3 separate regions of the Canis lupus genome follow, and all the other regions are linked to region 1. Evidence: chromatin contacts called from public Hi-C data. All regions are on one chromosome and are shown on one strand. Each heading gives the region's core, a stretch centred on a gene start, on an enhancer-like site or on the middle of the called end of the contact. The rest is flanking DNA. Distances are from core to core; before and after follow the strand shown.

Region 1 (2,700 bases), core at 71-2,570:
CTCTCTCAAATCAAACTTTTTTTTTTTTTTTTTTTTTTTTTTTTAAAGAAGAAGCTAGGCGGGCAGCCCCGGTGGCTCAGCGGTTTAGCTCTGCCTTCAGCCCAGGGCCTGATCCCGGAGACTGGGAATCGAGTCCCACGTTGGGCTCCCTGCATGGAGCCTGCTTCTCCCTCTGCCTGTGTCTCTGCCTCTCTCTCTCTCTATGAGTCTCTCATGAATAAATAAATAAAATCTTTTTTTAAAAAAGAAGATAGGCAAGTGTTGAAAATCTAATTTTTGAAGAAACAGCAATTGAGAAGGAATATAAAACAGGGCTGGGGAGAAAGTGGGGCTAAGTTGTAAACAAGTCAGAAGTGCTGAACAGAATAGGGATGGGGCTAGGTAGAAGCATAAATGCTGAGGGCAGAGAATGCATAAAAGAACCTGGTGGAGGGGCGCCTGGGTGGCTCAGTGGTTGAGCGTCTGCCTTTGGCTCAGGGCGTGGTCCAGGAGTCCTGGGATCAAGTCCCGCATCGGGCTCCCTGTGAGGAGCCTGCTTCTCCCTCGCCCTCGCCCTCTGCCTACCACTTCTCCTGCTTGTGCTCTCTCTCTGTCAAAATAAATAAAAGCTTAAAAAAAAAAAAAAAGAACCTGGTGGAAAGAAGAGAATGAGTGGAAATGATACATATATGTAAGACAGGAAACGGAGCTGGGAGGGGGCGAGATTAGCGGGTCCGGGATAAGGAAGAGGAAGAAGGCGAGCAGGCAATGACGGGCCCGGGGGATGGGTGGGATGGGGCTGCGGGAAGGAGGACGAAGATGCAGGCGGGCCGAGTGGGAGAAGGGGCTAGGCTGGGGGCTGAGGGCGGTCACGAAGGGAGCGGGGCGGAGAGGGGTACAGTGTGGGAGGAAGAGCTGCGGAGGGGCCCGAGCCAGAGCTTGCGCGGAAAAGTGGGAAAACAGCGCTCTGGAGGGAGAGGAGGCAGGGGCCAAGGCGCCGCAGGAGGAAGAACGGGGCCAGGACGCCGAGAACCAAGGAGTCCCAAACACTGCCCGGATGGAGGGAAACAACTAGAGGCTGCAGCGGAGGGCAAAGGATGAGGCTGGAGCGGAGGCCGACGGAACTGCGGGGCGGGCAGAGAAGAGGTGGGGGTCTGCAGGGAGAGCGCGATGTTGGGTAGAGAAGGCAGGTGCACTGCGGGGCGAGCCCTCCGAGGCCTCCCGCGCCCGGGCCGGCTGGGGGCGGGGCACAGAAGTCCTCACCGTGGAGTCCTTAAAGGACGTGCCGGGGAGAAAGGGCAGGCGGTGCACCGGGTTGGACACCATCGCGGCCGCCTCCGCCGCCACCGCCGCCGCCGCCGCCGCCGCCTGGGTCCCGCGTCCGCTTCCTCGGTTGCCCCGGCGACGAGCCGCGTCCGCCCGCCACGCGGAGCTCCATGGCAACGCCAAACATCCGGAGCGTCGCGCGTGGGGGCGGGGCCAGAGGCGCGGGAGCGACGGGTCTGCGCGTGCGCCGCCCGCGGGCCAGCGTTGCGGGGGAGACGTGGGAGCTGGTGGGCGGGGTGGGAGGAGGTGGCTGCAAAGCGGCCGCCGTCGTCGCCGTGACGTCCGGGGGTGGGATCCGGCCCTTAGATGAGTTACAGTTGGGGACGGTGGGGGGCGGGGGGGGGGGGAGGTGCTTCCTTCCGTCCACCCAGTCCTCGCCGGCCCCGCCGGCGCCGGGAACTCCAGCCCTGTCTCTTCTCCGGGCCCGATTCTCACTAGAGTGTAAATGGTTGGCTCTGGTTGAAAGTGGCACTCCGTGCTTCTTGGGGGCAGGGGCTGCAGATTATTCGTGGGTGTCGCTCTTGCTCAAGGATGTTCAAAGAACTAATGCACCCGTCTCGTCCCTGCCGTTCCCCCGCCGCATTGTCATTTTCCATCTTCACCACTCTATTCTACGGCCAGCCGCTGCCGCTCTGCAGCCTCTCAGTTCTGGAAGGCTGCGCCTTGCATACTCGCCCCCCAGGACGCTCAATATTCGTTGACTGTCAAGCTACAGGATGCTTATCTCAATTCTCCAGCTCTCTATGCCTATTGGCAGCTGCAATGTAAAGATCAGAACCACAAGGGGAAATGCATCTCCTTCAAAGAGCGAACTAAGTCATAAAGAAGCAAACAAAGTAGGGTGAAATAATTGTCAGGATCATAGGTATTCTCACCTTTGGTGATTTTTATAAAACTTGTTTCAATTATTATGCCATAAAAGAAACATAATCCTGTTCCTGAAACATTTTCAGGAAAGAAAGAAAGAAAAAAAAAAACCCTATCAGCACCGAGGAGCTAAAAAAAAAAAAAAAAAAAAAAAAAAAGGCAAACAAAACCCTAGTGCCCAGACATGGGATTCATTAGGTCTGAAATAGAGCCCAGGAATCTGATTTTTATAACAGCTGTTTCTGATAATGAGCTAGTTTAGGAATATGATAGAGTAGCAAGCCTGACACAAAAGCATAGTGTACGTCATGGGTAGTTTACTGCTAATGCAGACAGCAGCTTTAGCTTTATTGCTGCATGTCAGAGCAAATCCCCCTGTTGGGTTTCCCTAATGGGCATGAACCTCAGGGGGCCCAGGACATGAATCCACTGGTGGCACCTGAAGCAGTTATTGGTGGCTGTCTACCACATCCTGCCCAAACAGTTTTTCTGCTAACCCCTCCCCTCTCTTGACTACTTCTGTTTCCT
Region 2 (2,700 bases), core at 82-2,581, 350 kb before region 1:
ACATAGGAACCAGACATTGCCTTAATAACACGCGGGCATCTGTATGATTGAGTTTTGTGGGATGGCAGCAAACGTGTGCTACTTTTTACTATGATTTTGGTGTGATTTTACTGTGCAGTGCCATCACCTGGTAATACGCGGACACTAAGCCTTTTGTAACTATTGGGTTATCATTTTCTTAAACGCCAGGGGGCCCTCAAGGCTGGCTCTGAGGGAACAACCAGAGAGAAAGGTTGGCTTCTGCACAGAGTCAGAGGATTAGAAGCAACAAATAGAAGAGGCCACACTGTCTCAAATGAAGCCCGTGGCTTTCCGGGTGGAAGCATGACCTCACATGGGACAGTGCTCTTCCTGTACTGAAAACAAGCCTCCTTCCGCCGCCATCTTGCCTCAGGTGGCATTACCCCCATTTTGTCACAGTCCCCTTTTGGGCCAGACTCCTACACTTGAGTCTCAGCCCATGGCATGCCACCCCCCATATTCCTGAACCACCAGACTCTGGGAATAGAGTAAAGGGTCAGGCACCAGAAATTGTTTATCCTTAAAAACACTGTGCTAGAGGGTGCAGGGCTAAACCCAAACAGGTAAACTAGAAGCCTCCCCAACTAAAGCCACAGCGGTAAACCGAGGGCTTAAAGTGCATAACCACATACAAGGGGGCTGTGGGTGTCTGGACAGAGGAGGGGGTACGGCACTTAATGAGTCTGGGACCCAGGACAAGCCACTCAGAAAATTTACAATGCAGATTTACAGCTATGCTGGGACTTTCAAATAAGATACCTAACGGGTAATGCAGGTATCTTATCTTTTTTTTTTTTTTTTCAGATTTTATTTTGAGAGAGAGTGAGAGAGAGACAGTGGAGCAGGGGGAGAGGGAGAGGGAGAAGCAGACCCCCTGCTGAGCAGGGAGCCCAATATAGGGCTTGATCACAGGACCCCAGGATCATGACCTGAGCCAAAGGCAGATGCTTGACCAACTGAGCCACCAAGGTGACCCACGCAGGTATCTAACAGAGTATTCCTGATTCCTCCTCCTGGTCCCTTATAACATTTCTGTTACAGATGTCACATTCCTCAGCTATAATCATCTAATACATTGTTGCTACTATTATTTTTAAGGCACCACATTGATTTGTTCATATATTTACACTGCCTGTCTTCCCCAGCTAGAATGTAAGCACCACACATGCAGGAATTGTGGCTGCCAGGGCCACCATTTTAGACTCATGACCTAAAAGTGTGCCTGTCACAGAGATTTGTTCAGTGAGCCAGTGGGATCCTTACTTGGGTAACTTGATACATTCCCAAGTGCACAAACAGCAGATGTAAAGTGAAGCCCCAGAGGCGTGTACAAACTGGAGTGCTTGTCTAATCCCTTGAGTTGGGTGGAGCACTCAGCGGGGAAAGGAAAGAGTTATAAACCCTCACCTGATCTCCAAGAAGCACTCCCAGAAAAGAGCCAGGAAGAGATAAGGTTAGTGGTGAATTTCTTACACATTGTACTTGGATTTGGCTGGATAGTTATATTTTGTGGCCAGATTTGTAGCTTACAGCAGCAATTGTTTTAACTTTGGCTAATTTAATAGCTATTATTTTAAACCTGCTTGTATCAAATAAAAGGAATGTATTTTTATGCAGAGTAGATATGTACATGAAAACAAGGTAGCAAATATACCTTTAGACAAGGCCTTTTAAAGACTTCCATTGCCAGGGCACCTGGGTGGCTCAGTGGTCGAGCTTCTGCCTTTGGCTCAGGTTGTAATCCTGGGGTCTTGGGATGGAGTCCCACATCAGGCTCCCTGGAGGGAGCCTGCTTCTTCTTCTGCCTATGTCTCTGCCTCTCTCTCTGTGTTTCTCATGAGTAAATAAGCAAAATCTTTTAAAAAATAAAGACTTCTGGGATCCCTGGGTGGCGCAGCGGTTTAGCGCCTGCCTTTGGCCCAGGGTGCGATCCTGGGGACCCGGGATCGAATCCCACGTCGGGCTCCCGGTGCATGGAGCCTGCTTCTCCCTCTGCCTATGTCTCTGCCTCTCTCTCTCTCTCTGTTTGTGACTATCATAAATAAATAAAATAAATAAATAAATAAAGACTTCCATTGCATACATATTAGATGTTAAAATGTCCCCCCTCTGATATTAAATGTAATTTTAAAGATACATGAGTCAAGTGGTGTTTCAGTTGATTGGTGGAAATAACCCACTTAGCGGAATTGAGCCATTACATTTTTTTCTCCTCAGGCAAATCTGATATATATATATTTTTTCAAATCTGATATTTTTGTATGCAGTTGAAGAGAAGAACACAGGCCCCGCTCACTGTGTCATGGTTCCTAACACATAGACTAAATCTCCCTCTCTAGGTGCCTACTCAACATATGCCTGGAAGATATAGTCCAAATAATCTGATACAGGGGTCTTCCTCTGAGGTCCTGTTGAAAAATGAGTCTCTAGTCAAGCCTTGAAAACAATTTTTCTAGGACTTGTCCTGATCGTTAAAGAGCAGTGGGGCCAGTTGTGGTCCACTCTGTTCACTCTCCCAGCAGCCTTAGTCACCTGGGCAGATGAACGTCTCTTTCTTGGCTCAGGTATATTTTTTATCTGTCAGTTTATATGCCTGGGTGTATAAGTTGATCTCTTGTTAGAGTTTTTTTTTTTTTTTTTTTTTTTTTAGATTTTATTTATTCATGAGAGCCACAGAGA
Region 3 (2,700 bases), core at 160-2,659, 440 kb before region 1:
TACCTCAAGGGAAAAAAAAAATGAGAAATCTATGATACAGAAAGCATCTTCTCCCCTGAGTTCCTGTGTTATTCTTGAATTCTTAATCCTTTATGACTTTAATTCTGGCAGTACAAAGACATCAAATTAGGGGTATTACTACATTTTGCCAACTCAAATACCACTTGAAAGAAGTAGGTCCCAGCTGTCACCCAGAGATTTTCACAACTGAGTCCGACCTAAACAGCACCTTTCACTTGAGTAGTTCGTGTCTCTGGCATTTTACTCCTGTTTTACACATGGGATTAATGAAATATTAAAAAAAAGTTAAGTGTTTAATCCTGATCAGGGAAACTACTTCTGAAAGCTTAAGGTCACAGTCCATTACTGCTTTTTCTAGCCTCCAGGTTAACTTCATGAAATACATTCAGCCATCCCTTTATTCAATAAATATTTGTGTGCCTGCGATGAACTCAGTAGTTGGTATCACTTCACACTCGATTCATTTCATCCTAGCCAGAGATGAGTTTCTCAGAGAGGAAATTTTTTCAAAACCAAAGAAAGGCAGCACAGGGCAGAGACCACAAGATTCCAGCATGCAATCGTCCCGCGGAATTTGCGTCGTCGGTTTCTGGAGCTTAACTCCGTCTGTCTTCCTGCGGACCGCGCTGACGCTGCTCAGGCCCTCCCTGCTACGGAGTGAGACCGCACACCTCCAGGGCCGCAGGGCCAGCGGGCAGGTGCGTCCTAAATCCAGGTGCTCCTTAAAGGATCTGAACGCGTTCTCCACTGGTACCGCTTTCCGGAGTGTGTGTTGGGGGGGGGGGGTTAGGAATCAACAAGTGTGTGGGGTTGCCAGGTTCCCCATTCCGTCCTCCCCCCCCTCCCCCGCCGATTTCAGACGCTGCAACGGCTCACCTCGACCCATGCTCACCGCTGTTAATAAAACCCCTCGAGAGGGGCAAGGCTGGTTCAGTGTCCTCCGCCAACCAACAAGCGGCATCCTCCTCTGCCGTCCCGCACCCCCGCTCTGCCCCACGCCGGGGCCCGGCCACGGTCAGGGCTGGCACCCGCTCGCCTCCCGCTCAGGCCGAGGGCCCTGCGGCGGGTGGCGGCCGAGCAGCTCCCACTCCTCGGCTCCACTTCCCGCTCTCTCGGGGCTCCTCCCAGGCCCGACCCCTCTGCACGCCGCACTCGCGCCGCTCTGGGCCCCCCGCCCCCCAGCCCCCTGCCGGGTTACCATGCTGGCGGGGCAGCCGGCCGCGGGCGAGGGGCTCTCCGCGCCCCCTCCGCGCCGCTCCCCCGAGGAGGTGCGCTGGGCGTCCGGGTGCCTACTCCTGCCCGTCTGCTGCAGCGGGGCTTAGCAGAGTTCTCGGTCGGAGAAGCGCACCAGGCAGCGGCAGTAACTGCGGGCCCGGCGTACGGCAGCCATCTTCGCGGGGCAGGGGGCCAGATCCGGGCGCGCTAGAGCGACGGCCGGGAAGTCGCGGAGCGGAGGGACGCCCGCTGCCAGCCGAGGCCGAGGACCGTGCGAGCACCGAGCGTCGGCGCTGCTGGAAACCCCGGACGCCGCGGCGGAGCTGCCCCCTCTACTGCAGAAACCTGGGTCGACGCACTGAGCATGCGCAGTGCCGCCGCCGCCGCCGCCGCCGCCCGCGTGCGCCTCACTGCTACCCCCGCCTCGCGTGCGCTGCCTAGTGGAGGGATCGGGGCCGTCGGCCTCCTGCCTGCGAGGCGGCGTTGCGTCAGGTCCCCACTTCGCCGACCCCAGTTTGAGCCCACGTATGTGTCGCAGTGACCCCCTTAATGCAAACTTTATCTAAACATTATCTAAAAAAACGTTTATGACTCAAATTTAGGGTTGAGACCCTAACGCAAACTTGCCTTAGGTCGAGCATCCACTTGCTGCTCGGTAAGGTCGCTAACACGCTTTTCGGGGGTTCTGTCTGGAGTCCCATGCCAGGAATGCAGGGAAACAGTAAAACTCCACTACAGTCACAGGCTCTTACAATGACTAAACTTTTTGAAAGCATGGATCTGGAGGTTGAGGAAAAGATAGGCTTAGGAGAGAAGCAGGAGGCGGGTAGTGACACCGCGAGGCAAGTCTTACTACAGATCCCATCATGCAATGGGGTAAAGACGTTGAGGCTCCTAAGGCCCTGAAACGCCAGTTCTGCGGCGTCGGCGCCCGCGATGTACTCTGGGATTTGTAGTCCGCTGTTCCGCCTGGAGCGCCGGAACTTACTTGCGATACTAGTCCCACCTCTTAAAGGCCAAACACCCGACTTTGTTTCCTAAGAAGACACTCTAATCTATCAGGCAATTTATTATTTTTCCACATTTTACCTTATTTTCAGTACGGAAGTTTGTATGCTCTGTGAAAACCTACAGGCTCTTACAGGCTCTTATCTTCATTTGGCAAACATTGAGTTTCTACGATTTCTACCAGGCGTCAGGTACTAACAGTGATCAGATTTCCAAGACGCTAGTTCAAGGAGCCCACTGAGTTTAAACCTCTTATCCACTATTATATTCTGGAGGTATTAGAAATGCAGTACGTTCAGCAGAAAAATAGTAAAAAAGAAAAAGGCGGGGGGGAAGATGGCAAAATGGTGAGCTATAATAAGGAAGCCCAGCTATTTTTAACTATTAGGATCCACCCTTGTTTGCCCCCCAAATCGGCCACCTAGAAAAAGTACCTTCATGTTTAACGAAGGCCAA

Evidence for each region. A called contact is a pair of places that touch in the nucleus more often than the background predicts.
Region 2: a Hi-C map of blood shows a contact between it and region 1, with 2.6 times the contacts expected there. The contact joins the promoter of LOC610304 here to the promoter of EFHC1 in region 1. A contact is called at or near these places in 3 of 9 Hi-C or Micro-C datasets (amygdala and blood).
Region 3: a contact with region 1 is called in a Hi-C map of blood, with 4 times the contacts expected there. The contact joins the promoter of FBXO9 here to the promoter of EFHC1 in region 1. A contact is called at or near these places in 3 of 9 Hi-C or Micro-C datasets (amygdala and blood).

Annotation. Positions count from the first base shown.
Region 1 is chr12:20,313,661-20,316,360 of UU_Cfam_GSD_1.0, reverse strand. EFHC1 (EF-hand domain-containing protein 1) reads right to left here and starts at 1,320. Exons shown (of 14, transcript XM_038554306.1): 1 at 1,243-1,320. The coding sequence starts at 1,305.
Region 2 is chr12:20,667,820-20,670,519 of UU_Cfam_GSD_1.0, reverse strand. LOC610304 (glutathione S-transferase A4-like) reads left to right here and starts at 1,331. Exons shown (of 7, transcript XM_038554317.1): 1 at 1,331-1,474.
Region 3 is chr12:20,757,687-20,760,386 of UU_Cfam_GSD_1.0, reverse strand. It overlaps FBXO9 (F-box protein 9), which reads right to left and starts at 1,409. Exons shown (of 13, transcript NM_001160299.1): 1 at 1,220-1,409. The coding sequence starts at 1,222. It overlaps LOC111098286 (a long non-coding RNA gene), which reads left to right and starts at 1,683. Exons shown (of 3, transcript XR_005367863.1): 1 at 1,683-2,435.